2 separate regions of the Mus musculus genome follow, and region 2 is linked to region 1. Evidence: chromatin contacts called from public promoter capture Hi-C data. All regions are on one chromosome and are shown on one strand. The core of a region is the stretch at or near the end of the contact, and the rest is flanking DNA. Distances in the headings are between cores, read along the strand shown.

Region 1 (4,105 bases), core at 52-2,551:
ATTTCCCACAGAACACACTAGCATTAGTCACTAACATACACACACAGAAGATAGCATGTGCAGCAAGAAAATATTTATTCACTCATTTATTCATTTATTTACTTACTTACTCACTTATTTACATGTTATCCATTCATTCTTTTTTTTTTTTTTTTTTTTTTTTTTTTTGAGATAGGGTCTCTATGAGTCATGGCTATTCCAGAATTCTGTAGACCAGATCAGCATCAATTCATAGAGATCCACAAACCTTTGCACCCCCCCCCCCAAGGACTAGGATTAAAGGCATCACAACCATACTTGTCAGAATTGGCATTCTTAGTGTTTTTTGGTGTTGCCTTTTAAACTACTGTTTGTTTTTTGTTATTGTTGTTATCTTAGCATCCAAACACACATGCATAAACATGAATGAATTCTGTACGTGTTTATTCTAGAATTTCTTATAGATTTAGTAAAAGCATTCACTTTCATAGGCAAAGGACATTCGATGGTATCTATGATAAGATCTTTGATGAAAAACATATTCATGTTGTGCCAACAATGTATACAGAATAAAATAAGACTTCCTGTTGTATGATCTGTGATTTTTTTCATCAACATTTGAAAAGTATCCAGTTAAAGGAAAACTGAATGGGATGGAAAAAATGTATGGGAAACTTCATCTTTTTTTTTTTATTAGTCAAGAAAGTTCAGAAGTCAAGAAAACAACAGAGAGGGATCATTTGTTTGCTAAGCTTGGCAATAAAAGCGTCAGATACTGGGCCCTAAGGCACATTTAGGGATTTATACCTTTTGCCAGTAAGTGCTGCCCATTTCAGCGGTGTATCCTGTCCCCCTAGGCTGTAAGAGGTGTCTTGCACATGCATTCTCCTGCAGAAGCATCTTGCCAAGAGATTCTGCATCCTGCCCTGTACCACATGTGCCTGTGTGGCAGGAGACAGAGACTAAAGCATCTGCCCCCCCCCCAAGCAGAGCAGAGAGATACCCCCCCAAGCAGAGCAGAGAGATACCCCCCCCAAGCAGAGCAGAGAGATGATACCCCCCCCCCCTTAGCTTTCTGTCCACCTGCCAATCTAAGAACCATCCGTGAGAGCATTCCAAACGCAAGGCTCAGAAACGAAAGTTATTCTCGGCAATACTCACAGCAGCCTTTTCACCTCCTGCTTCACAAGCCTCCTTTCCATGACGGAAGGCTGTGGCTGAGCAGGTATCTGCAGCTTGACATCCACCGATAGCCTTTAGGAAGAGCAGTTTCTGCAAGCCCAGAAACTACAGCAGCAAATCAGAGGGGATGTGGATTAGGGATGCTGTTGCTACAAATACCAGTCATGGAGTTTGAGGCTGTGGAAGGGATCCAAGACCATCCAGAATTCAGACCTCTTACCCAGCAAGTTCTAGGCAGAAAGTGATCTGGAGGCTAGCCCTGAACCTTGTGCCCATCTGAGATATCATTCCTTTCGAGTTTTAATTAAAAAATAAGCTTAGTAACTAACTTATTTTTGCCTGTGCATATGAGTGTAGGTGTGCATGAACCATGGCACATGTGTGGCTGTCGAAGGACAAGTGTCAGAGGGCAAGGGTCAAGGGATATCATGTGGGATCCAGGGATAGAACGCAGGTCCTGAGGTCTGAGTTTAAGTAGTTTGACCTGCTGAGCTGTCTCACTTGCCCTCTTTCAAGTTTTTCTGACACTCAGTGTGTGTGCAGCCTCACAGTTCTCAACCTTGTAAAACAGAGATGGTTCCTGAAGCAATTGGCAAGGCTCTTTGGGCAGAACCACCCTAACATGTTGACTTGTGATCTGAACGCATTGGAAGTGTCCTGTGTGGGGGTCAACTTGGTGACTCCCAGTGTGTTCACGACAGAGTAACAGCTCATGATGGAACTAATCCATATCCCCATAGCTGGGAGGTCATTTGACAGTTCACACAATAGGGGCAAATGTCTTCCTTCAGTGCCATCCTTTATTTTGAACTGGAAATCAAAGGCAAGGTTATGGGATCAAAGGCTGAAATGTGTCTGAAATGGCACACACAAATTGTTACTAATAAATGAAGGAACTCAGCAACAAATATGACTATAAACTAAATCTGTCAGCATCATTTATATTAATTTAGAAAGATTTGGAGCACTTTGTGATGGCTAGTTTGATGAATCATCGTAGCTGAATTACTATTATTAATATTTGGGCAAATGATATTCTGATGTTTTTATAAAATTGTTTTTTGGATGAGATGAAACATTTAAATGAAATAAACATGTAAACATTACGTTTTAAACTATACATTAAAGGAAAGTATATGTCCCTCCATGATTTGAGTAGCCTTACCTAACTTGTTGAAAGCCTTGAATGAACAAGAGTTGACATTTTCCTAGCAAGAAGGAAGTCTACCAGCAGACAGCTCAGACGCTAACTGCCACTCTTGCTGTGGTCTCCAGGCTGTGTATCTCTGCCATCAAATTCAGAATGACCAAGCATTGATCATTCTACACTCATGGGAACCAGTTTTGCTTTGGTTTTAAATCACTCTCAGTCTGTCTCTTTCCTACTTGTGATAGTTCCGTAGCTGTCTTAGTAAAGATTACACCTGTACACACACACACACACACACACACACACACACACACACACTCACACACACATATTCTCACAAACACACACATATGCACACACACATAAATACATATACTCTTCACACACACATATACACATATATACACACATGTAAACATACATATATTCACTCTCACACACATATATACATACATACACAAACACACACACATGCACATATATTCTCACACACATACACATATATACACACATACATACACTCACTCTCACACATACACATACACACTCACACACACATATACATACATACATACACAAACTCACACACATGCACACACACATACATATACTCTCACACACATATACACACACATATATATACACTACACATACATACACTCACTCTCACACATACATATACACACTCACACACACGCACACACACACACACATATATATACATACATACACACACAAATGCACACACACATACATATACTTTCTCACACATAACACACACACACACACATATATATATATTACATACACATACACTCACTCTCACACATACATATACACACTCACACACACACACACATATATATATACATACATACACACAAATGCACACACATGCACACACACACAAATGCATACACATGCACACACACAGTGCAAACACATGCATGTCTTGCGCGCGCTCAACAGGCCAGGAAGAACGACGCTGCTACAGGATCCTTCTGCACACGTTTATTCAGTCCTGTTTCTTCTTGTTTATATCTCCCTTGTTTTTATATCTCCCTTGTTTATATATCTCCCTTGTTTTTATATCTCCCCCACTAATAGTAATCCTCTCTCGAATAATAATCCTCCCTCTAACCCGGGCCTCTCACTCTTATATACTCTCAGTTCCCATCCACGCACAGCAGGCCACGCCACTTCACCAGGCACGCAGCTTCAGCTAATCAGGGCATCAGGGGCAAATCTCCACCAAATTGGATTCACCTGTATCCTGGTACACCTGCGCAGCACTCAAGATGTTTGTGTCTTGTATGAGGAAGTCAGGTGCAAGTCATATGACTTAGCTACAGTCTCTGGCGCCTTTGGGACTGCCGCCACACCCGCTCCCCACAATTCCCCCTTTTTTCTTTTTTGGCAGAGAGAATGTCTGTAGATAGCCCCCCGTAGTCATGCCCCTTACCCGTCCTTGGGTGACAAACAGCATTGGTTTGATCCCTGTCTTAGGTTGGTGACATGCCCAGGGAGTCTTATCACTGACTACCTCTCTATCATGCCAAGCCACACCTGGGGAGATTGTGTTTTGCTTGTGGCAGGTGCATCAAAAGGCCAGGATGTTAATGAACCTATGGCCAGATCTTAATTGCTGCAAGCAAGCCTCATGGGTGAAGGTAGAGGTCTGATCCCCAGTGTGCAAGCATAGGGGCCCTACACAAAACCATCCCTTAGGCTCATCACCCAGAGAGGTCTTGGCCAGCTCCCGTGTCGTTTTTCCTGAGGGAAGGGAACTAGGAC
Region 2 (3,634 bases), core at 165-2,664, 1.3 Mb after region 1:
GGCAAAGCTTTTTCTTTCCAAAGGGTATATATCTAGCACACAGTGGGTTAGAGCCCAAACCATCTAGTTCAAACCTTAAGTACTTTGCCTCTGCTGGTCCCCCACCCCCACCCCATACCCACTTGTCTATCACGTCCTATTATGTCTAGCTTGTAATTTTGTATCACGACATTGACTTGGGCTATCAAAGCACACTTTTCTAGTTCCCCTGTTTACCCTTTTCACATCAACCACACAAAAAGGAAAGGACGATTTCATTTCACGATTTCATTTCACTGGCAGGAAGGTTCCTTTCCAACAACCGATACCTGCCTGTATCTTCTTCCTTGTCTGCTCACAACTGAACTTATGCTCATGTTTGCTATAAACTCTTCTCTGCATATGGCTGTCTTCCCTTAAACACTGGGAGCCTTTTGTGAACAGGAATCAACATAAATACAGTTCCTGGCATAAATACACTTAATAAATATCCATCAAACACACTTTATCTGGTTTCTATCTTAGTATGTTTTAAGATCTATATTTTGCTGGGTGTGCATCTCTCCAATCCTGGCACTAGGACAAATGAGATGGGAGGTAGGTGATTGTTTGAGGGAAGCTTGGGCTCCCTAGCAAGACACTATCTAAAGTAAAATACTTATTTTTTAGATCCTTATTTACCTTCAAGAAGGTAAATAAAAAGTTTATTTCTGGGTCCTTAAGATCACTATGTATCATAGTTTTCTCCATGTGGGTTATGCGAGTTGTTAACAGAGGATGTCATGTCCTAGCTCCTAAGATAAAGGCCGAAGATCTGACTTGTCATTTCAAGTTGTACACTCATCTCCGTTTAAATAACATGTTTGCTATGTTTTGTTGTTGTTGTATGTTGTTTGTTTTCTTTTGTTTTGAATGTTTGCAAATAGATAAGTCTACAGCATTGGTTTTGAAGTCGGGCTGCGTCATCCAACCTCACCTCACCCCCACTTGCCTCAATGTTAGATAATACTTGTTAAAGGAATACAGCTATAAATTACGCGGACGTTTATACACGGAAGGAACATGGCAGCAGTGAGAACAAGATCACCAAAGTGCATTTAACGACCTATAAAAATAATGCTTCGTGTGATTCAAACGTTGCCTCCCAGTTTGCAACTAGCGGAAACCCACAGCTGGGTAGTTTGTCCCACCCTGCTTTAGTAAATCAAGCCCGGGAGACTTCTTCGCAGTTATCAGTAAAAACAAATTCTCACATAGGAAAACTTCTCAGTTTCCTCCCACTTGCCAAGCCAGCCTCCTGCCCTGATTTCATTTTCTAGCAATTCCCCCCTGCCTTCTTGCTAAACCCGAGATGGACTGCTGACCTCTTTGCAAGAGGTGCGAATGATGCCAGAGCTCTGCGGCTCTCCAAAGCTCCTCCTCCCCAGAGGTCGACAGTCCTTCCTTCGGACGCAGAGGTTGGGAAGCAGGACAGGGGACACTGCTGGGGTGCACTCCGAGAGGAGCAAGCAGAACCCTGGGTGCCGAAGAGGCCGCGTGGGGGACCGGCGTGCCCGTGCCATGCGGAGCGTGGACTCCCGCGGCCACCCCGCAGCTGCAGCCCCGGCCCCCGGCTCTGCTCCGCGGCTGGGCTGCCCCGCGCGGGCCGCTGTCCACAGTGGGAGGTGCTGAAAGCAGGGCGCGGGGGCGGCGGGCCGGCCGTCTGCTCCGAGCGCCCCCCTCCGCGCCGCGCCGCTCCTCCGGCCCTCCCCTCCTCCATCAGCCATGTTCCGCGCGCGGGGAGGGCTGGGGGAAGGGGCGAGAGCCGGGGGCCGGCGGCGAGGAGAGCCGCCTCTGCCTCGGGGAAGGAGGGGATGAGAGCTGGGGGGAGCAGCGCGACGAGGAGGCGGCGGCGGCCGGCGAGGAACCCGCGCTGGGTTCTGCGGTAGGACTCCCGGGAGCCACCATCATGGTGAAGAGGAAGAGCTCCGAGGGCCAGGAGCAGGACGGCGGCCGCGGCATCCCTCTGCCCATCCAGACCTTCCTGTGGCGGCAAACCAGGTGAGGGGCGCGGGGCAAGAGGTGGCGCTCGGGGGGTCGCCGGGTCGTCGCCACCGCAACCAACCCCGCCACTGAGGCCGTGCCGCAGCCTGCAGCTAGCAACGTCTCTAGGGTGGAAAGACAGCCCTCTGCACCCACTTAAAAGCACGCATGAAAAAATATAGATAGATCTCACTGAAGTTTGACAACAAGCAGATTGTCAGTTTTCTAATAAATATATACATTATTGAGGAGGTAGGGATGGGAGGGCAGAGAGCCTGGGCAGAGGGGGCGGGGAGCTAGGAAGGTAATTGGGACTGAACCAGCTTGCGCCTCCAATTCCCCCTCCATCTCCTGCTGTAATCCTTGCCTGGTGACCTGTTGTTTTCTAGCTTGTTTGGCATGTCTGCTGTGCCCACTTGTTAACCATGTTTGCTTGGATACAGCCAGCCTCGTCTTCATGGTTAAAGCCCCTGGGCAAAATGATTTTTGATAGATTTCTTTCACCTGGCCAGGCCTGACACCCCGGCCAATAAACAGTAAAGGGCTTTCTCGTTATTTTAGAAATTGAGTACATATAAAAATAAGACGCTGGGAATTATGACCCACATCCGAGCTCATTTTTCAGTTTGAAAGATAACTGCATGCACGGGGAATGCACCAATTCTGACCATGGACGATTTAGAATTTTAATAGTTAAGAAAAAAGTCTTCAAAATAAGAGCGGCATGGGAAATTATGAAGAGCAAAGTCTTTTTCGTGTGTGTAATTAATGTGTAATAGCAAATGTTGTCAGCTATCCAATATCTGCTCATCAACAAGCGATACAGAAGCATGAAGTCTGAGTTTCATACCGCCATGCCCTAGTCATTGAAAAATATGTCATAGAGATGCCTTAAAAATAGTTTTGCTCATGTTTATAACAAAAACCTTTACTAATTTTTCAGTGCATTTTTGAGGCCTAAACTGGGGAAGCAATATGAAGCCTCTTGTGTGGTATGTGATTCTCACCATTTAATGATTATTTCCATATTCTCTCTGTATGATAATTTACCCCGAGGAAAGACTGAATCCTATTAACGCCAAAAGTTACTTCAACTGACAAATATCAGTGAGCATTTACCATGTACCAGACATAGTTCCATCCTGTTGGGGTAGGGCAAAGACATAAACAAAGCCCAGAGTTTACACACTAGCAGGAGGCAGAAAGAACACAGACGACTAGATACATAAAATACTTAATAAGATAGATGGTGAGACACACTGTGGAGAAAAGTAACAAAGTATATCAGAAGAGATGTGGTAAGGGGGTTATTTCATAGACAATGATTAGATAAGGCTTAATTGTTAATGTGATGCATGGGCAAAGACACAAGGTGTACAGGAAGACATCCCATATTGAGAGGAGAGCCAAGGAAACCACAAAGGACCTTAGCATCAAATGTGAATAAGTGTGAATCAAGTGTGAATAAGCCAGTGTAATGGGAGTTATTGATGGAGCAGTAGAAGAGAAGGTGGAGAGAGAAGAACTAGGCTCAGGAGGGCCTTTTAGGGAAGATTAAAAATCAAATAGTTAGTCAACAAAACAGGGACAATTATGTGCTGGTTATTCATGCAGTGAATGACTGTGGAGTACT

The links. Promoter capture Hi-C pulls out the DNA fragments that hold promoters and counts their contacts.
Region 2: a promoter capture Hi-C map of hippocampal neurons shows a contact between it and region 1, with 3 times the contacts expected there. The contact joins the promoter of Unc80 here to the promoter of D630023F18Rik in region 1.

What each region holds. Positions count from the first base shown.
Region 1 is chr1:65,121,913-65,126,017 of GRCm38.p6, forward strand. D630023F18Rik (RIKEN cDNA D630023F18 gene) reads right to left here and starts at 1,302. Exons shown (of 8, transcript NM_001285882.1): 1 at 1,141-1,302. The coding sequence starts at 1,181.
Region 2 is chr1:66,466,520-66,470,153 of GRCm38.p6, forward strand. It overlaps Unc80 (unc-80, NALCN activator), which reads left to right and starts at 1,415. Exons shown (of 65, transcript NM_001368824.1): 1 at 1,415-2,019; 2 at 2,945-2,993. The coding sequence starts at 1,928.